2 separate regions of the Hordeum vulgare genome follow, and region 2 is linked to region 1. The links are chromatin contacts, called in public Hi-C maps. All regions are on one chromosome and are shown on one strand. The core of a region is the stretch at or near the end of the contact, and the rest is flanking DNA. Distances in the headings are between cores, read along the strand shown. Region 1 holds the start of LOC123407064. Region 2 holds the start of LOC123424277 (RNA-binding protein Y14A).

Evidence for each region. A called contact is a pair of places that touch in the nucleus more often than the background predicts.
Region 2: a contact with region 1 is called in a Hi-C map of seedling, with 2.7 times the contacts expected there. The contact joins the promoter of LOC123424277 here to the promoter of LOC123407064 in region 1. A contact is called at or near these places in 1 of 6 Hi-C or Micro-C datasets (seedling) and 1 of 1 datasets of contacts at active chromatin or transcription factors (embryo).

What each region holds. Positions count from the first base shown.
Region 1 is chr1H:61,748,594-61,754,699 of MorexV3_pseudomolecules_assembly, forward strand. It overlaps LOC123407064, which reads left to right and starts at 4,438. Exons shown (of 2, transcript XM_045100110.1): 1 at 4,438-5,375. The coding sequence starts at 4,541.
Region 2 is chr1H:62,183,012-62,189,210 of MorexV3_pseudomolecules_assembly, forward strand. LOC123424277 (RNA-binding protein Y14A) reads left to right here and starts at 4,220. Exons shown (of 4, transcript XM_045107948.1): 1 at 4,220-4,626; 2 at 5,950-6,086. The coding sequence starts at 4,332.

The sequences.
Region 1 (6,106 bases), core at 3,188-5,687:
GATGTTGTGTGAGGGTAAGAGTTGATATATTTCCATTGCAAAAAAGAGGAGTTGATATATTTGTTGGTTGTTTTGTACATAGTGAAATAAAGAAAAACGATCAATATGATTTTTATTTTTATTATATATTTTGCTGGTCATTTTGTGCCAGGTTTGTCTTTTCATTGCGGTGGCTACTATTTTCCTTGGTATTTATCAGATATAGGATGTCCTTTCTACCTTCTCTAGAAAAGCTACTTGAGCAAACAAGTTTCATATTCTTGCAAATGCCAACTTAGCTTAGGGTCAAAGTTATTTACCGAAAAAAGCTTTCGCTCCGCTTTATATATAACACTGACCATACAACCACGCTGATATAAACACACACCAATACCGCACACAACACACACCCAAGACAAGATATAAAAGTGTCGAGCATCGCCACACCACCCCAACGACTACCAAACAACATGAATCTTTTGGAGATAACGGGGACCTCCATCACGAGCAATCCCCCCAGGAGAGGCGAGGCGGATATCGACGGAACAAGGATTCCAAGACGGTGCCTCCAAAAGGGCACGACCATGTGTAGCCGCCATCGTCCAATCCCGAAGATCAAGTTTTCATCCGGAGCATCACGAAGGAGTGGGAACACCACGACGGAGCCTTCATGAAGGATATGGCGTCCACGAACGCCGCCACCCTCGGCCCATGAGCAAGTGGTGTACCTCGGCGTTCACACCCCTCCCACGCAACCTAGCTTAGTCAACCACCCGCAGCCAAATCACCTGCGTGGCCATGGCTGCGTACCCCGCACCCAAGACGCATGCTTCGCCCATGAACGTCACGTCTCCCACCGCCAGGGCCGCCGCCCTGCATACACACACCCCCAAGACCGGCCAAAGTGACCGGCTCTGTACCAAAGGACACACCCGACCGCCAAACCGCAACATACATCCTGCCTCGAACAACGCAGGAGATGCATCAGCCCACACATGGCTGGGGAAAGGGGAAGGAGGGGGAGCAGACGCATCCACGACCGGCACACCCCCGTGCCGGTGGCGGGTGGTCCGAACTTGTCACACCTCGCATCCCTTCAGTCTACCTCCCCACCCGACACCCCCTATGTAGCCCCACCTCGGCAGCCGGCACGGCTCCATGTGAGGCCACCAACACACACCCGTCCACCGGCAAGGAAAACCCCAAGGACCGCTGTCAACCACCTAGAAAGCTCACCGAGGAGCCCGTCTACGCTGCTCGTCGTTGCCCAGCTGCCGGAGCACCTAGAGACAGGCTAGTCCACCCACCAACATGCCACTACTGCGGTGCTGCAACCCGTGCCGCCCTCGGCCCGCTTCGCCTAGCCGCAGATCCGGCCACGCCATCAGATCACAGATCTGGCATCGCCGCCGCCAATCTTGGAGAGCAGGCATGCCCCAACACTTGCTAGCCGCCCGCCACGGGGGAGCAAAGGCATCGGAGCTCCGCTGTGTCGCCCGGTAGAGCTCCACGCTCTGACCTGAGCCACCGGTTCGCGCCATCACTGTCCGACCAGGAGGACCACGAGGCCCCGCCGCCGCCGGCGACAATTGGGCTTCGCCCGGCCGCGCCCTCGGGCGACGATGAGGGAGGAGGAGGAGGGGGAGGGAGACCGACGGGATTTAGGGTTGCCCCCCGGTTGCCTCGCGGGGGCGACATGGGAGGAGGGGGCGAGGAGTCCGTCAAACTTATTTACATACTTGGCGTGGTGTGCTTTGCCCCCTTCACAACACATAATTTTTTTTGCTTGAAGTAGCTAGAGCTCTGTATTAAACGAAGCACTAGCATTTCAAGAAACCCTTAAAAAGGGAATCCTCGGGGAGCTTCCGATCCTCTTCATTCCACATATGACGATGGTGTGACGATATTGTCACCGTTGGAGTTCAAAGCCGTCACTAAGGAGAATGTAGTATCAATACAGGTAGTCCGTAAGTCATTGATATCTACCGATTGGTAGGGCCGACCCAAAGGATGCATGCCCTAAAGAAGAAGGCATATCTTGGTTGATCCCATTGAGTCAAAATATTAACCGAATCAACATCACTACTGTCGAAGCACCACTAGCCCGACAAAAATACAGCCAACCCCCTACTTCTACAAAGGAAAGGCAAACTTGCCGACCAGATCTTGTCACTAAGTCTGACATCACACACCACCAAATCTGGAGGAGGCCTTATTGAGCACCGCCGTCCCCACCGCCACTAGTCCCACCACCACTGGAAGGGCCGAAACGACAAGCCACAACAAACTACATGCCCACCAGATCTCGTGTCGGATTCGACGACCAAAGGAAAAGTCGGAGAACCATCATTGAACACCAACGCCCCAATTAAGTGGGGTTAACTACATCTCCTAGCACTAAATCGAGATATGTTGCACGCCCTACACCAGCAGAGCCACATGGAACATGAGGATGTTAGTATTGTATCGATGGAGGAGGCGCGACGAAGTAGAATCTAAATCGTCTAGGAGTAGTGAGAGAAACAAGAAATTTCGTAGGGGCATGTACATGCGAGGCCCACCTCGACGGTTCGATTGTCCCGTGACACGAAATAGTTGGATCACACACGGGGGTATAATAAGTTTTATATTTTAGTCGTTGAAACATATAAGTTTTCATGTGAAACATGTGTTATTATCGCTCACTCTAACCAAGTTTCATAAAAAGAGATATTGTCGGTGTAGACACAAAAAAAAAACGAACTCATCGATCGCTCATACAAATTTCAAGAGTTGAAAGTTAACATTTATTTTCAAATTTCTTCAAAACGTATGCAAAATGGATTTATTTGAAAGCCCTTGTCACAACAAACACGAATAGAAAAATAAAATCTAATTTAGACTTTCCGTTCAAAAGATACAGAAAATAAAGAATCAGAAGTCAAAAATAAAAGTACGTGCAAGGGACTCGATGCCCTGAAACCTGGATGCCACAAATCCCCTTCCAAAGAGAAAAGTTGCTTGTCCCTGCCCATGCCACCTCACAGTGGGCTCGCATGTTTTTTTAGGGTACGCATTATACTTAATTAATCCTGGCTTACCCTCTAAGATAAAACTAATCACCTCCCTAAGAGCATGGTTAATAGTATAGCCAACTGCTGGCTATAAGCAGTCTTATAGCCCACCTTATAGTCAGCTTGTACAATAGTTAGCTATAAAAGAGTACTACTTTTATTATATATGGCCCACGTTTCATTCTCATAAAGCACCTAGGAGCACGTGCTAGAGCTGACTCTTCACGAAGAGTCCGCTTCCCTTCTCTCTCATCTTCTCTCTCATCCAACTCAACGAAAATATAGTATTTTAATCCTTACAGCCTGCTGACTGGACCTTACTGTATTTGCTCTAAGCCCACCCTTTCCTAACCAAAGTGATCCAATCGAAGCCGTGGCCGTCGCCGTCCATGGGTTGGGCTGATTAACCCATTAAATCCTCCCCTCTCGCCGCGGCAGCTTAACCGCGTGGACACCGACCTGTCGCCGGTCGTCTCCTCTATCCCCAGCCCACCTGGCGCCACTCCGGTGGCGCCACCAGTCATCCTCCGGGCCCCACTCCAGCCCTGGTCTCCCGGTCCTTTCCCTCCAGGCGCCACGTGCTCCCGCGGGGCCGACTCGGCGGCTCGATCGTCTCCTCCTTCCGGCGTGCACGCACGCGCACCGTTCGTTCGCTCGCTCGCCTCGAGCTCATCGTCCGCCTGACGCTTTTGCTTTTCATGACGTGGTGACTGGTGGGCTCGTCGGTTGAATTTGTGTTCCCTTTGATCTATCTTATCCAGATATGTGCCGGCATCTCTTTCAAACGTTATCCCTGATGTATCGATCCTGTGGAAATGCTTCTGGAGATCAGATGATTTCGTATGCGTTGATCACGTGATAAGCCTTGATTAATTCACTTGGAAATAGACTGCTCACTGGAAATCAACTGAATAGTCCGTGAATTTGACGAAATTGATGCAGTTTAGCACAAAAGCATTTCAAGATACGTTCAAGCGGATCCAAAATGTAACTTCAAGCTGCGAGGGGTCAAACGATTCAGGCAAGCACCTCTTTTGCGGGAGAGATGAAGAGTGGAACCTGAATTTCCACGTCAACCTAATTGTTAAAAATTCAGGTATATAGGCGATAATGAATCAAAGGTTATTAATATTCATATTCATTGGGTGGCAGTGGCTAGCAATCTCTCCTGACACTGCCTGATTGAACAGGTTACTGCTGATATATGCTTGCCATACATGCCCGGCAACCATGCCATGCCATGCCATGCCATGCCATGCCAATCAGCTAGACGGTGTCCGACGTCATACATGCATTCCCATGTCTTGTAAGTATATGTGTGCATGTGTCGCGCCACCTGTTCCCCCGCCACCCGTCGCCATTGCAGCATGCAGCATACAGCTCCCCCCGGTCTATATATACACCCGGCCGTCCAACAACTCATGCTTCCCACCCAACCACTGGCCTGCAGGCATTGGCACTCACCTGCTCTACTACTCTAGCGTATAGCCTAGAAGCTGTAGCTAGGCATGGCGTCCATGACCAGGGAGACACCTGTTGCCCGTTTCGTTGACGAGGAGGAGGATGACATTGTCGGCGATGGTAGCGGTGACGACTGTAACGAGGTGCTGGAGGTGAGGAGGCGGGTGTCCCGCTTCGCCGTCGGGGGAGACGACGGTGCTGGTGCGGTCGGAGAGTTGAGGAGGCGGGTGTCCCGCTTCGGCGTCGACGGGGGCAGTGGCTCGGGCGGCAGCCGCGGGGTCTTGTCAAGGAGACAGGAGGTCGTCGACGCGAGCGTCCAGGACCGACGTCGCCACGACGCCGGCTGCGAGGGGGGCCGGACTCTGCCGCCGCCGCACGCGTGGCTGGCGGTGGAGGAGACGAAGAAGAGCTTCGGGAGCGACAACGAGGACCAGTGGGCGCGGCTTCTGCAGCGCGGGTCGGTGCAGGCGGAGGCGGCGCAGCCGCGGCGGAGCAGCTTCAGCGTGGTCCGGCGGGAGCGGGCGGCGCGGGAGGCGTGGTTGGACCGCGCGTGGGAGATGAAGAAGAGCTGGCACGAGCGCAACGGCGGCGCCCCCGACGCCGACACCCCCGTGGTGGTCGTGGTGGGGAAGCAGGTTGTCGGGTCCTCGTCCCCTTGCGCTTCCTCCTCCCCGCAGCACCACTCGTCCGCCAGCGTCGCGATGGACATGGAGGAGGTGCGCGCGTGCAGGGACCTCGGCCTCGAGCTCCCCTCCGACGGCACCGTAGAGATTCAATGCTACGGCATATCCGCTAGCAGCAGCCCTACCCACAGCCACGCCAGCAGCGGCGCCGACTCGCCCTCCACCGCCGGCAGCTGCTCCATCTCCAGCCCCAGCGCCGGTACGTCACCATCACACACAGACACATACACACATCACCCAGTACCTGCATTAATTCCATGGGTCACTAGCTGCAGATATATCTCATGCATGCATGCACATCACCCTGCCTTGTCCGGCATGGCACACCGACGAGCCTCTCTGCTTGCCCGGCCTCATCTCCGATGGGTCAAAAGCAAGGCACCCTTGACTCCATCAATGAAAGTTTATTATTGTTACAAAAATGCACTCGTTAAGTGCTTTCTGAACGTACTCTAGGTGATTAATTAGGGGTAGCAATAACCAAGTCTGGCCAACCGTAGCTGGTGCCTTTCCAGGACAACTGGGCGGCGACGCTTTGCACGTCGACCTGGCTACTCACCCTTCGCCACGCTCCGGCCACCAGTCGCGATCAGTCCGTCTCCGTCCTGTACTCATCATCAGAATCGTTCCACACTCAGATTAGTTATAATTAATTAGTAGTGCTAGACTGCTACTAGTAAGTCTTTGCTTACTGTTTGATCATAATTAATTTGCATCGTGGCAACCATCCAGTGGTTTGCAGAGTGAAAGTTCAATTTTTCGAAAAACACCAAATACAACGTAGATTCACACTCATGTACACCACCAACCAGACGCACACACTCATACAATATCTAGTTATCTACTCCGAGCTATACAAGATTAACACGACTTATAAGATTAATACGACTTTCAAAGAGTTCATTATATTTATATTCACGGTTACTCTTA
Region 2 (6,199 bases), core at 2,970-5,469, 430 kb after region 1:
TAATATTCACCCGATGTAACGCCCCTTGGTTTGACTTTCATGGCATTAATCTACCGTGTGATGACAAGTGGCTCTCCATGGAAAAGATAATCAACTTAATTGCTACTCTTAGGAAATCAAGTCGCACAGTTGTCGCGCAGTGCAACCGTCTATAGTTGGTTGATGCCTTCAGTCATCGAGCTTGCAGTAGCTTTAGGGGAAGCTCGATGATCCCCGACGCCTAAGCACAAGGAGCGTCCATGACCAAGGTCGAGCCCCGGTCTTCGGTCCCAAGCTCGAACCCGAATCCAGTGTAAGGGTCGAGCCCATGTTTTCGCACGCAGTCATCGGATTCGAGCTCAAAGCCGAATCCAGGATAGGGGTCGATCTGGAAACGGGGTCAAGGATGAGGCCCAAAGTTAAAACTTCAGAATGTGCGAGCTCATCGGGTGAGGCCGTGAACCCAAAAAGGAACAGATCGCCCTAGGCATCGACATCATACTCTAGGTTGTCGTACTTGATCTTCTGTCCTCGGGCGAGGCTTTCGATCCGTTCAAGATGATCGGCCGCATCAGCGTGAACCACGATGTTGCGTGATGCGAGGAGTTGGTCGGCTGGTGAAGACAAAGTCCCGAGAGTAGGTTGATGAAGAGATGGTGAAACCCTCGGTCTAACCGAGGTGATGAAGAAGTCGATAAGTTGACGGTAGAGCCCCCATGCCAGCCGACGTGTCAAAGCAGGTCGACATGATGGACGCCATCTTGAAGAAGCGACGGTGAGGCGATGCCGCCGCAGGTCGGAATTTGTGACACGGTCAATGCGGGCTTCGTAAAGTGACCGCGCAGTGATGTCGGTGCACCCATCCATGGGGTGACGATGTTGTCTTGACGATTAGTTGTCCTTCACGATGCCAAACACTTGGTCGGCTCGCCGAGGTGATGATTCGAGATGGTTATCGTCAGCTCGATGAAGCGACGACGCAGTCGATGTTGGAGTAGGTCGGTAGCCATGGAGCAATGTGGTCGGGTCGGTTTGACATCGGCGCGACGATGAAGACCGCCTCGGAAAAGACATAAATTTTTTGGACACGTGTTTGAAAATAACACACAATAACCTAGAAAAAAAAATCTCCAAAAAGGGTGTCCAATATCTCGTTCATGAAGAAAGATGAATTCGGGTCGGATTCGTTTTCACGCAGAAAACACATCCGACAATTAAAGTACTCGTTGGACGTTTCCCGGAGTTTCGACGGTCTCATCGAGCTGAAATTTTGAGGGATTGTCGGTACGAGAATTCCGCAGATGATGAATGGTGGGATTTTGCAAACGATCTCCGAGCTAGCCGCTAAACTCCTCTCCCTAAACTCGTCCAGATTCTCGTCTATATTCGAGAGGTTTGCGGTAGATCAGAGTTTGCCGAAGATTCCTCCATCAGAACATGATGAAATTTTACAGGGATATTCTAGGCCCGTTCTGCACAATTCCACCGAAGCAATCATCAAAGTGACGCTCGAGGAAACGGGGATGACGAACACGAGTCGTTGTCCATAAAAAATTGCACGGTTGCCCGAGGATGATGTTAACATCGAGCCCCCGAGCTCCATGGATGATTCTCCGTGATCTTGATAGAGATCGGAGATGATGACGATGGAAGTATCCGTCCGATCTTGATGATCCGACATGGAGCATAGTCCTCGGTCCAGCCAAAGTGACTAGTCGAGCCGGCGACGAAGATGCCGACATCGACAACAAAGCTCGGTTCAGGCGCATAGATCGTGCCGAAGACGATCTGAATTCCCATCGCACCGCGGTGACTGCCAGCAGTCTCTCAATAAAAGCACCGATGTCGGTATCAAATCTGACGTATCTCGTAGTAAGGGTCCTAAGCTAGTCGTTTTGGAGCGATGGTAACATGGACACATGATTTTACCCAGGTTTGGGCTCTCTCAAGGAGATAATACCCTACATCATGCTTTTGATTGTATTGATATGGGGATAGTACATAATACAGGTATCTACCACGAGATTGTTGTAATGAATATGAGATCGTCTATTGACTAGCCTGACCTCAGTTTATATAATGTACCGTAGGCCTAGGGTTTAGAGTAGTCATTATCTTGTGCGCCAAGTCTTGTGGTATCTCCCTTGTATGCATCATGGGCTGTACGAACCAGCCTATTATTGAACCACCATGGGGTCCTCGGCCCGCCCTACTGGTTGGGAGACGACATGGTGAGTACCCCCTAGTCTAGGACACCATCAGCTATTTCTAAGCACTTGAGCAACCAATTCATCATAATACATCACCCCCTTTTAATAGTATTGGCTTTCCTATGGACTCAAAGTGATTTCTCACAAATGTAAAATGTAGAGTCTTCTTGCTTGAAGCTTGAGCCAATCCTATTCCTTCCTTCATCAAAGGGTTTCTCCTCACAATCCTTTAGCCAAGGAATCTTTGAACTTTTCTGAAATATACTTGAATAAGATCATTAGTCCAATGATGCATATGTTGTGATCAATTATCAAAACCACCTTAGAGGGCAATTGTGCTTTCAACCACGACACCCATTGAGGACCAAATGCCTCCTGATTCAGATGTGTTCCAGGGTAAAAGCATGGGTCCTCCTTTTGTGCCTACAATTTTTGTGCTTGTTGTGCCCAATGTTATCATTGCGGCTGCACATACGACAAATGTAAAGGCAAAGAAGGATGGTAAGGGGAACATCATGAAGTGGCAACTATTCATGTCCATGTTAGTGCTTAACAACACGTGCGAGCTCATATCTAGTTGGTTTAGGACTGACAAGGGCTTCAATGAGGTGCATTTAAACACCGGCCCATGTATACAACCACCTCAAGGAGTGGAGAGCTAGATGGATTCAAGTCTCCAAGCTCAAAAACCTTAGTGGTACCTCATGGGATCACACCACTTGCTCGATCGTTCTCGAGGCAGAGCACTACCAAGGCCACACCGCGGTTAGCCCATGCCCCTTGTTTAAGCCTGTCAACCATTGTCTTCTCACAACTAACATCATTGTGTTTCTTTTTTAGGACCACCCCGAAGACGCGGAGTTCCTCAAAATACCCATCGAGAACTACAACGAGATGCATCACATCTTTTTCTTTGGGTTGGCAACCAACAAGCAAGTCATAGGCTCCAATGACCCGCTCAGTTTGCCCATGTTGAGTTTCCAGACACCCAGGAGTCAGCGACCATCGTCCTTGATGGTCCCTTTATAAGGGCTTTGAGCACGTCCCTGTGCTCGATGGAAAGAGGAAGAGGGGCAGCTTGATGGAGGGCGAATCGGTGTCTTCGCCAACATGACTAAGGCCGTCAAGGAGGTGGCAACCGCCATAAGGGAGAGCATGTCGGTCGACGTCCACCCTGACCTCTACACCACCGTCATGGACGAAGGTGGCTTCAGCCAAGAGGCTGTGATGGTTGTTTTGGGCCACTTGTTGGACAACAAGGCCCATGGTGTTGGGCCTGTTGCCATGACAAACGCTCACATGGTGCTTTGGCTCAAGAGTTGGTTGGGCAAGCACTACTACTAAAACCTTAAGGAGTTGCGTTCACTTCAAGGTGCCAACACGAGAGGTTTTGAGGGGTTTAGAGTTCATGAAAAGCATGCAATGAACAAGTGTCAAGTTAAAAGAACAACCGTCACATATGGGTTAAGAGTAGGCAAGCGACAAAGAATGCTATCCAAGTTTGTGCTTAAGCAGACATGCCGTTTTAAAGCTGTCAAGGTGGATTGATAGTTTGGGTTCAAGAACTTTATCATTATCGTCCTGTTCGTCGTGATTATAGTGATGTTTTGTTGCTCGTGTAAGCTCACCAAGTAGGATACAAGGTTATCACACCTTGTAGCATGTGTGCAACCAAATACCGTGTATTTGCATCTGCCCAGCCAATGTAGGACACCAAACAACGCGCCAAAATCGATCCCCTCATGAAGTCACCCTTAATGCGGGCAACCAAATGAGGTGTACTAGATGTTAATTTTTCATGTTATTTTGTTCTCAACCAGGTTCAAATGAACAACACATGTAGATAAATTAAAGAGGAGCAATCAAATGCGTCCTAAGTCTAAGTGTACATGCGTGTATGCAAGCATCTGGTATTGTACCGCGATATAGAAAACTTGGGAATATGTAAGTATTTTTGCTAGCAAATCCGTATTCTTGTAGGGTTAGCATGTTTCCGGTCTTATACATGTCAAGGGTGTTTCTGAGAAAAGAGAGAGAGGATAACCCGACGTGCAAATCCCGAAGGCCCAAACCCCAGTAGGTCTCCCCCTCCCGATCCGAGCCCAGACCAACTCGAACCTAACACCGGCGGCGGCTGCAGCGATGGCGGCGGCGGCGATGAACACGGACGTGGAGGCGGTCGACTTCGACTCCGACGACGACGATCTCATGGACGAGGAGGGCGCCATCGAACCCTCGCCGGCCCCCGCTCCCCGCCTCCGATCTACCATCGCAGGGGGCGGCGGCGGCGACGACGATGCCCCGCGTAAGACTAAGGGGCGCGGCTTCCGCGAGGATCCCAACTCCTCGTCCGCGCACCGCGACTCGCGGTTAGCTGGCGCAGGCCGCTCTGGCTTCGACGCCCTCGCCTCCGATGGCGGCCCTGGACCCGTGCGCTGTACGTCTCCATCCCTGTACCTCCCTCCTTGTGTTTCCCGATAAGAAGATTTCTAGTCAGGTAGGGTGGCGTGGTCTGACGTTCGCGGCGTAGGTCTGGTAACCTAGTATGTTCTCTTCTTCAACGTGTTAGTTTTGCTGTTTGACGAACGAGATCTGAATTTGAAGGCACTGCAAAGATGCCGTCTTGATAGGTTTCTTCCGATGCCCATGGGCTGCTGCGTACGGCAAGGAGATATTTGGGTTCCTTGCTGCTATAGATTGCCTTTTTCTTGAGCAATGTTGATGTGCAGATGGATGCTTTGGGCGACTTGGTCGGATGGTTTCCTTGGGTTTGGAAATCGCTGCTTGCTCATAGTTTACCAAGATAGTCTACCTATGATTTTAGTGTAGATCTCTGACCGTTTTTGCCTCAGGATTCGTTTTCTTTGTGTTACTTTTACTTGCAGCCCGTGAGTTAGTTTGTTGGGATGATTGATTTTCGTTTGCAAAAAAGGTTTTTTATGTGCTTGACTGCTGAGATTGTTCTTTGATTGAAGCTGTGGCTATCTTCTTGTGATGTGAACGGGCATGAATTAGGTTGTTCTGCTTTGTTTTTCATTACATAATTGAATTGATAGTCCCCTAAACCTTCAGTTCCTCCAATAAGCTGCTAGGGCCTTGATTGACATACATCTAGAAAACCTTTGAATATTTTTACTCTCAACTTCTGTTGAGTTCTATTAGCAAAATGTTGCATATGACATACGCCCATTGCTATTTTCTGCTCATACCAAAGCTTGCTTTGTGCAAAGCTTTGAATCAAATAATATAGTATTAGTAACTATAAGGCCCTGTTTGGAACCACAATAAATTATAATAATCTGGATTATGAAGATAGATTATATAATCTGGTTTATAAAAATAATCCAGGTGGACATGTTTGGAGGTCAGATTATATAAACTGTAATTCAGGTTTTACATTGTACAGTGACATGTCTGCCCTGTTTATAAAAATAAGACAGTGGCAGTGGCAGTAGGTAATTATCTCCAAGTTTAAAAGGGTAATAGGTCATTAGTAATCCATAATCTGATTTTAGCTGGGGTAGAGTAGATTATGAGTTTTTAATAATCTGGTCATCTAGTTTTTAAAATCTACAATATAAACTGTCCTGTTTGGAAACATAACAGATTATAAAAACCAGATTACATAATCTGGGTGGTTCCAAACAGGGCCTTAGTAAGTGCAAGTGCAGTTCTGGACACTGTCCTTTTCAATGTATATTTCCTTGCAGGAATTGTCACTAATGGAGTTGTTTTCTTGTATGTTTTGCCTTGTGTACAGCCATTGAAGGGTGGATTGTACTGGTTACTGGAGTTCATGAAGAAGCTCAGGAGGAGGACCTCCATAATATTTTCGGGGATTATGGGCAGGTCAAGAACTTGCATTTGAATTTGGATCGCAGGACTGGATTTGTGAAGGTATGCTTCCTACCACCTTTAGTCCTTTACATTTTGCAGAGATACCATTCAGTTTAGTTTTGTTTTCTAGTTTGCATTTGTGAAATCCTCAGTCAATTCCTTAATTATGAGTA